Linked DNA regions of Pan troglodytes: region 2 is linked to region 1. Evidence: chromatin contacts called from public Hi-C data. All regions are on one chromosome and are shown on one strand. The core of a region is the stretch at or near the end of the contact, and the rest is flanking DNA. Distances in the headings are between cores, read along the strand shown. Region 1 has its middle 66 kb from the start of ZNF706. Region 2 holds the start of ZNF706 (zinc finger protein 706).

Region 1 (2,700 bases), core at 192-2,691:
AACCCACTCCTGCAGCCAGGAAACTTGATGACTCACCAGAAATACTTGGAATGGACACAGAGCAATTCCTTCAAAGATCTAAGAAAATTGAACAGGAAAAATCCAGATACATCATCTAAATAAAGTAAAACTACTTAGACTTCACCTCGGTTGATATAATGTATTGTCAGCATTATTAGATTCAGCCATTTTTGTAACCAATAAGATTTGGGCTTGATGGTGTCTTGTCTTCGCATCTTTTAGCCACTGCAAGTGACGGAGGCTGTCGCTTTGCTAGGATGATTCCTGGGTCTCTCTCAACTATCTTGATGGAATTGCAGGCTGTTGATTCTCTAAAACTGCTTATTCACTGACTCCCTGTCATGCCCACGGTTGACTGATCTCATATGTTACCCTCTTGATTTCTCTCCATTTCACTTGGGGATAAAGTCAGCTTTAGGTAGGACTTTACTTAGTATTTCGGCTCAAACTGAAACCCATTTTCTCAAACTTTTGGCCCTTCTCCTCCGTTTTACTTGGTGATCTCCAGGTTGGAGTAGCTCTTATGGAAATGCTTTCAGTTAAATTTTTTTTTAACTAAAAGATGATTGAAATTATACATGGAATCTTCAATTGTACTTATCCACTTGTTCTGAAGCACATGTAACAGATCCTTCTTTAAGACTGGATATTATCAAGAGCTTGTTTGGAGGTTCTAGCAGGGGAGCGCAGCTACTCTATACCCTTAACCGAAGGCCAGTCGTCCTCTATCGGAGATGGTCGTCCTCTTCCACTGAGCATGCGGCTTCGGGAGGGTGCACATGGAGCAGCAAGGGAGGAAGGAGACACCCGCCTAGCCAGCCAGAGCAGCTGAATCAACCCTGGCAATCAATGGGGTGACAGATGTCTCAGCCAGATCGCCCTCACATCCAAAACTGGATATTATTGAGAACAATAAACCACATTCCCAACCCTCCAGAAAGTGGGGACTTTTTGATCAGTTGGAGGGAAGTGCATTTGAGGAGAGAAGCCACAGTAAATACCCGCACAGGATTAACATAATTCCCAGTGGAAGCAAATGGCCCCTGTGGAGCATATCCGTGTCCCCAAGGAGTCTGTTCCCTTCGCTCTGTCTCTGTGGCCTTGTCATCGCACATTTTCTGAATTCAGCTTACTGTAGGTTTCACAAGACTCTGGTTGCACACTGAGCAGTTAATTTGGATCTCTGGGTTTCCCAACTGGCTAAAGCCACTGCTGCAGCACCATGGAGGGCCGACGGGCAAGCTGGGGAGACACTGCCGCTAGAGGATCACAGAGGGCCTTTGCCATTCTGTGCACTACCGCCAGCAGCTTGGAGTGGGAAGGAGTCTTGATCTTTTGGTTGGTTCTTACGTAGACACCTGATAGGCCTCTTCCTGTTTTGTTCCCTCTTTGCATAGTTTCAGACGAAGCGAAAAAGGGCCCCCGAAGGAGCTTTGCTTACCACTAGAGGGAGGAACACCCCAGGCCCGTGCCGCCTGGAGGACAAGGGCCCGCAGCACAGGAAAAGATTTACCACACTTCCCCCCAGCAACCCTCCTCCCTCCAGCTGGGCAGGAAGCCACCTGCCACAGCAACGGTCACTGCTGGGGTCATACTCTTCGTGTGCATTACATTTCCAGATCTGATTTCTGCGTGAAGCCGCAGCATCCTCCTTGGTGTTCTTTGAAAGCTCTGTGTTTTTCCAGCTGTTCCACAAACCTTTATTGGCCCGGGCTGCCTTGCACATAGCTTCCCAAAATTACTGAGGCTATAGACATTCTTTCCACCAGCAGTATCCGCACTGACCCCTCCACCATTTGTGAATGCAAATCCTTACCCCATCTTATGAGTTTGTCTCACTTCCGGGTATCAAAAAAGCTGTGTGCGTCATTCTCAGCCCGCAGGTAGCACTGGAAAGGGGTCACTAGGCACAGCCGGGTTAACTTCGTCTATTCTGGAATTTCATAGAAATAGAATCACACAAGATGTCCTTTTTCTGTGTGGCTGTGTTTGGCCAACATATTGCCTGTGAAATTCGCCCATGTGATTGTGTGTATCACTTAAGTCATTCTTAAATGTGGTCATTCTTAAATATGGTCAGCAATATTTCACTTATAAACAGACCACAGTTCATTTATTTCCTTATTGATGAATGCTTGGGTTATTTCCAGTTGTTTGTTTGTTTGCTTGCTTGCTTGTTTGTTTGTTTTTGAGACAGAGTCTGTCTGTCGCCCAGGCTGGAGTGCAGTGGTGCGATCTTGGCTCACTGCAAGCTCCGCCTCCTGGGTTCATGCCATTCTCCTGCCTCACTCTCCCAAGTAGCTGGGACTACAGGCGCCCGCCACCACACCCGGCTAATTTTTTGTATTTTTAGTAGAGACGAGGTTTCACCATGTTAGCCAGGATGGTCTCGATCTCCTGACCTTGTGATCCGCCCGCCTCGGCCTCTCAAAGTGCTGGGATTACAGGCATGAGCCACTGCGCCCGGCCTCCAGTTTTTTACTATTTTGAATCAGGCTGCTATGACCATTCTTGTGCAAAGCCTCCTCTGGATGTATGTGTTCATTTATCTTGTGTATATTCCTAGGAGTAGAATGCTTTCCCTGTAAGTGTATGCTTCACTTTATTAGAAACAGCCAGTTTTGACTGGGCATGGTGGTTCACGTCTGTAATCCCAGTACTTTGTGAGACCAAGGTGGG
Region 2 (2,700 bases), core at 164-2,663, 66 kb before region 1:
CAATAGGCAGCTAACTCCTTCCTGGCTAGTTTAAACAATTCTGTGGTATCTATAGCCCAGTCCAAGTCATTTGGGATATACTAATATTCAGCCAACATTTCCTGGGCACTGCCACGCAAACTTGGGAAACGGCACTACAGGCAAGGTGAGAACAGCCAATGCAAACCCTTTTTTTTTTCCTCCTTTGTCACTAGTAGTTCTAATTAGAAACGAATGTGGCGGGGGTCGGGGGTAAGTATGCACCATAAAGCTGATGTCTAAAGTACTGTTTCCAGATATTCAGCAATTTTAATCATGGTTATAATCGCCATTGCTCTTGTCAGATATTGAAAGTTTGCTGCCACTGCCTGTAAATGGAGAGAGAGCGCGCGCAAAGAACTTTAACCATTCCCCGAAGGATTAGCAACTCAGTACCGTATATTGTTAGCAGTCAAACTAAACCCCTCTGGGAAGCCTGGCCAGCAATTTTTTTTTCTTTTTTTGTTTTGTTTTTTTAGGCAGGGTCTCACTCAGTCGCCCAGGATGGAGTGCAATGGCGCGATCTCGGCTTACCGCAACCTTCACCTCCTGGCCTCAAGCGATTCTCCCACCTCAGCCTCCCGAGTAGCTGGGACTACAGGCGCGGGCCACCATGCTCCACTATTTATTTTATTTTATTTTATTTTTGTGGAGACGTGGGTCTCGCTATGTACTCAGGCTGGTCTGGAACTCCTGGGCTCAAGTGATCCTCCTGCCTTGGGCTCCCAAAGCGCTGAGATTACAGGCGTGAGCCACCGCGCCCGGCCTAGCCAGCAATTTTTAATACGACTTAGGCTTGAATCTTGAACTCACTAAAAGCCCCCAGCTTGGTAAAACACCTGGGGTTTCCAAGGGAGTGAGGTAAAGGGCGGCTGTGAAAGAACAAAGGCTGTGCGTCCGCGTTCAGAGCCGCTGGGCCGCCGGGCTCGCTGGGGGCCGGGGCCGCGGTGTCCTGGGTGGCGGGGCTCCGGGAATGTGACTCAGCCACCGCGGCCCCGCGATCCGCTCCCGGGCCAGCGCCTCAGTCGGTGCCGAGGAGGGCGGCGCCGAGACGGGCGCGTCAGCCTGGGAGGAGCGGGAAAAGGGGCGCAGCGCCTGAGGCCCGGCCGCCGCCCGAGTGGATGAGCGAGCGAGCGACTTGTGAAACACGCCGCGGCCCGGTCACCAACCAGGACCGGGATCACGTGGCTCCCAGGGCTGGGTGAAGAAGCCGCCCGGACCGAGCGCGCCGCAGAGGAGGGGCGCCTGGGGACAGAAGGCGACGTCCCCTGAAGTTTGTGTCAGCCAGGACCCGCCCCCTCGCGCTTATGTAATAGGGGCGCGCTGCCATTGGCCCGCGCGACCAGCCAGGGCGCAGGCGTGCGAGCGGGGTGGGGGCCAGAAGGAGGCAGCCGCAGAAAGGCACATGGGCGGGGCTGCGAGGAGCAGGCGGGGCGGGGGCGCCGAGGAGAGCGGCGCGGCGTGCGCGGGCACGAGGCGTAGTGGCCTCCCCTAAGGCTGAGGCGGCGGCGGGCGCGCGGCGGCGGCGGGCGTGCGAGGTTGTTGTGCTCCCGGCTCTCGTGTTTCCCCTCCTGAGCGGGTGGAGGAGGCCCAAGCGGTGCTGGCCGCGCTCCCCCTTCCTTTCCCTCCGGCGTCCTCTCCCGGCCCTCTCGCGCTGCACTGTCTCTCCGACGCAAGACTGTCCCGGCCCGGGTGAGCGGCAGCGGGGGCGGTGCTGACGCCGCGGGACGCCCGGGAAACGGGGCGGGGGCCGGCCAGCGGGGGGCGGTGGGGACCGTGGGACTCGCCGCGGGTCGCGAGGGGTCGCGGGGGGCGGCAGGGCCCGGCCCGGGGCGGGCCGCGGAAAGGGGGTGAGTTCGGGCGCCTGCCAGGCCCTGCAGGTGGCCGGGTCGCAGGCCAGCCGCGGAAGCGGAGCGGTAACCTTACCCCCGGCGACAACCGCCGGTCGGCTGCCAGAGTGTGGCGCTCCCGGTGGACGCAGGGGCCGGGTTTCGGGCAGTCTCGGCCTCCAGGAGGCGCGTCTTGGTCCAGGGTCCGTGAGGACTGGCTAGATGGGGGCTGCGTGGCCTTTGGTGGCAGGGAGGAGGAGGGGGTCTCCGAGGCGGGAGAGGCGGGTTTGGGAAGGAAGGTGCGCCAGGCTGAAGCTGGGGTCGGAGAAGTGTTGGGTGGAGACCTCACTCTGGGTGCGTTCCTCCTCTCCTCTCCCCAAAACGATGGTGTTAAAAGCTAGGGTCAGGATGTGGAGCGCTGCCTGGGCCTCTTCCTTTCCGATGGTTATGGAGAATGAGCCTACTTCCTGGACCCAAAATCCTTTTCTTCTGTTACTCATTTGTGTTGGTTTTAAAAGGAGCTTTGGGGCAGAGCTTACTTGTTGCCTCCTACGAGAGCGCCTCATTTTAGAACTCGTTTCTTCCACTACTTCCCTCTTTGCAGCCCCCTCGGAAAACCACACTGAGAGTTGCATTAAAAACCAGCATGTAGGTATTTGTAAGTGACTTTTTCCCTCCAGTTTGTCGCATTTAATCAAGGAGCGGTTGTAGCTGCCTACGATTTTGTAGAAAATTGTGTTGGCTTGAGAGCAAGTCCTAAGTTGAGCTGTCCAAAAGCAGGTGGTTGGTTCGTTTGAATTTCTGCTTTCAGAAAGGAAATCGATGGGGCGTGTTGTCAGAAGTTAGGGGCCTA

The links. Hi-C and Micro-C count contacts between places; a contact is called where the count stands out from the background.
Region 2: a contact with region 1 is called in a Hi-C map of blood, with 2.9 times the contacts expected there. The contact joins the promoter of ZNF706 here to the enhancer-like site in region 1. A contact is called at or near these places in 2 of 7 Hi-C or Micro-C datasets (blood and stem cell-derived neural progenitor cells).

The regions. Positions count from the first base shown.
Region 1 is chr7:111,377,647-111,380,346 of NHGRI_mPanTro3-v2.0_pri, reverse strand. No RefSeq gene overlaps it. Among named protein-coding and RNA genes, the nearest start is that of ZNF706, 66 kb to the left of the region's middle. Within about 2 kb of position 1,441, at least 7 of the 24 cell types and tissues checked have an H3K27ac peak or open chromatin away from gene starts, as enhancers often do.
Region 2 is chr7:111,443,253-111,445,952 of NHGRI_mPanTro3-v2.0_pri, reverse strand. It overlaps ZNF706 (zinc finger protein 706), which reads left to right and starts at 1,413. Exons shown (of 4, transcript NM_001252527.2): 1 at 1,413-1,710.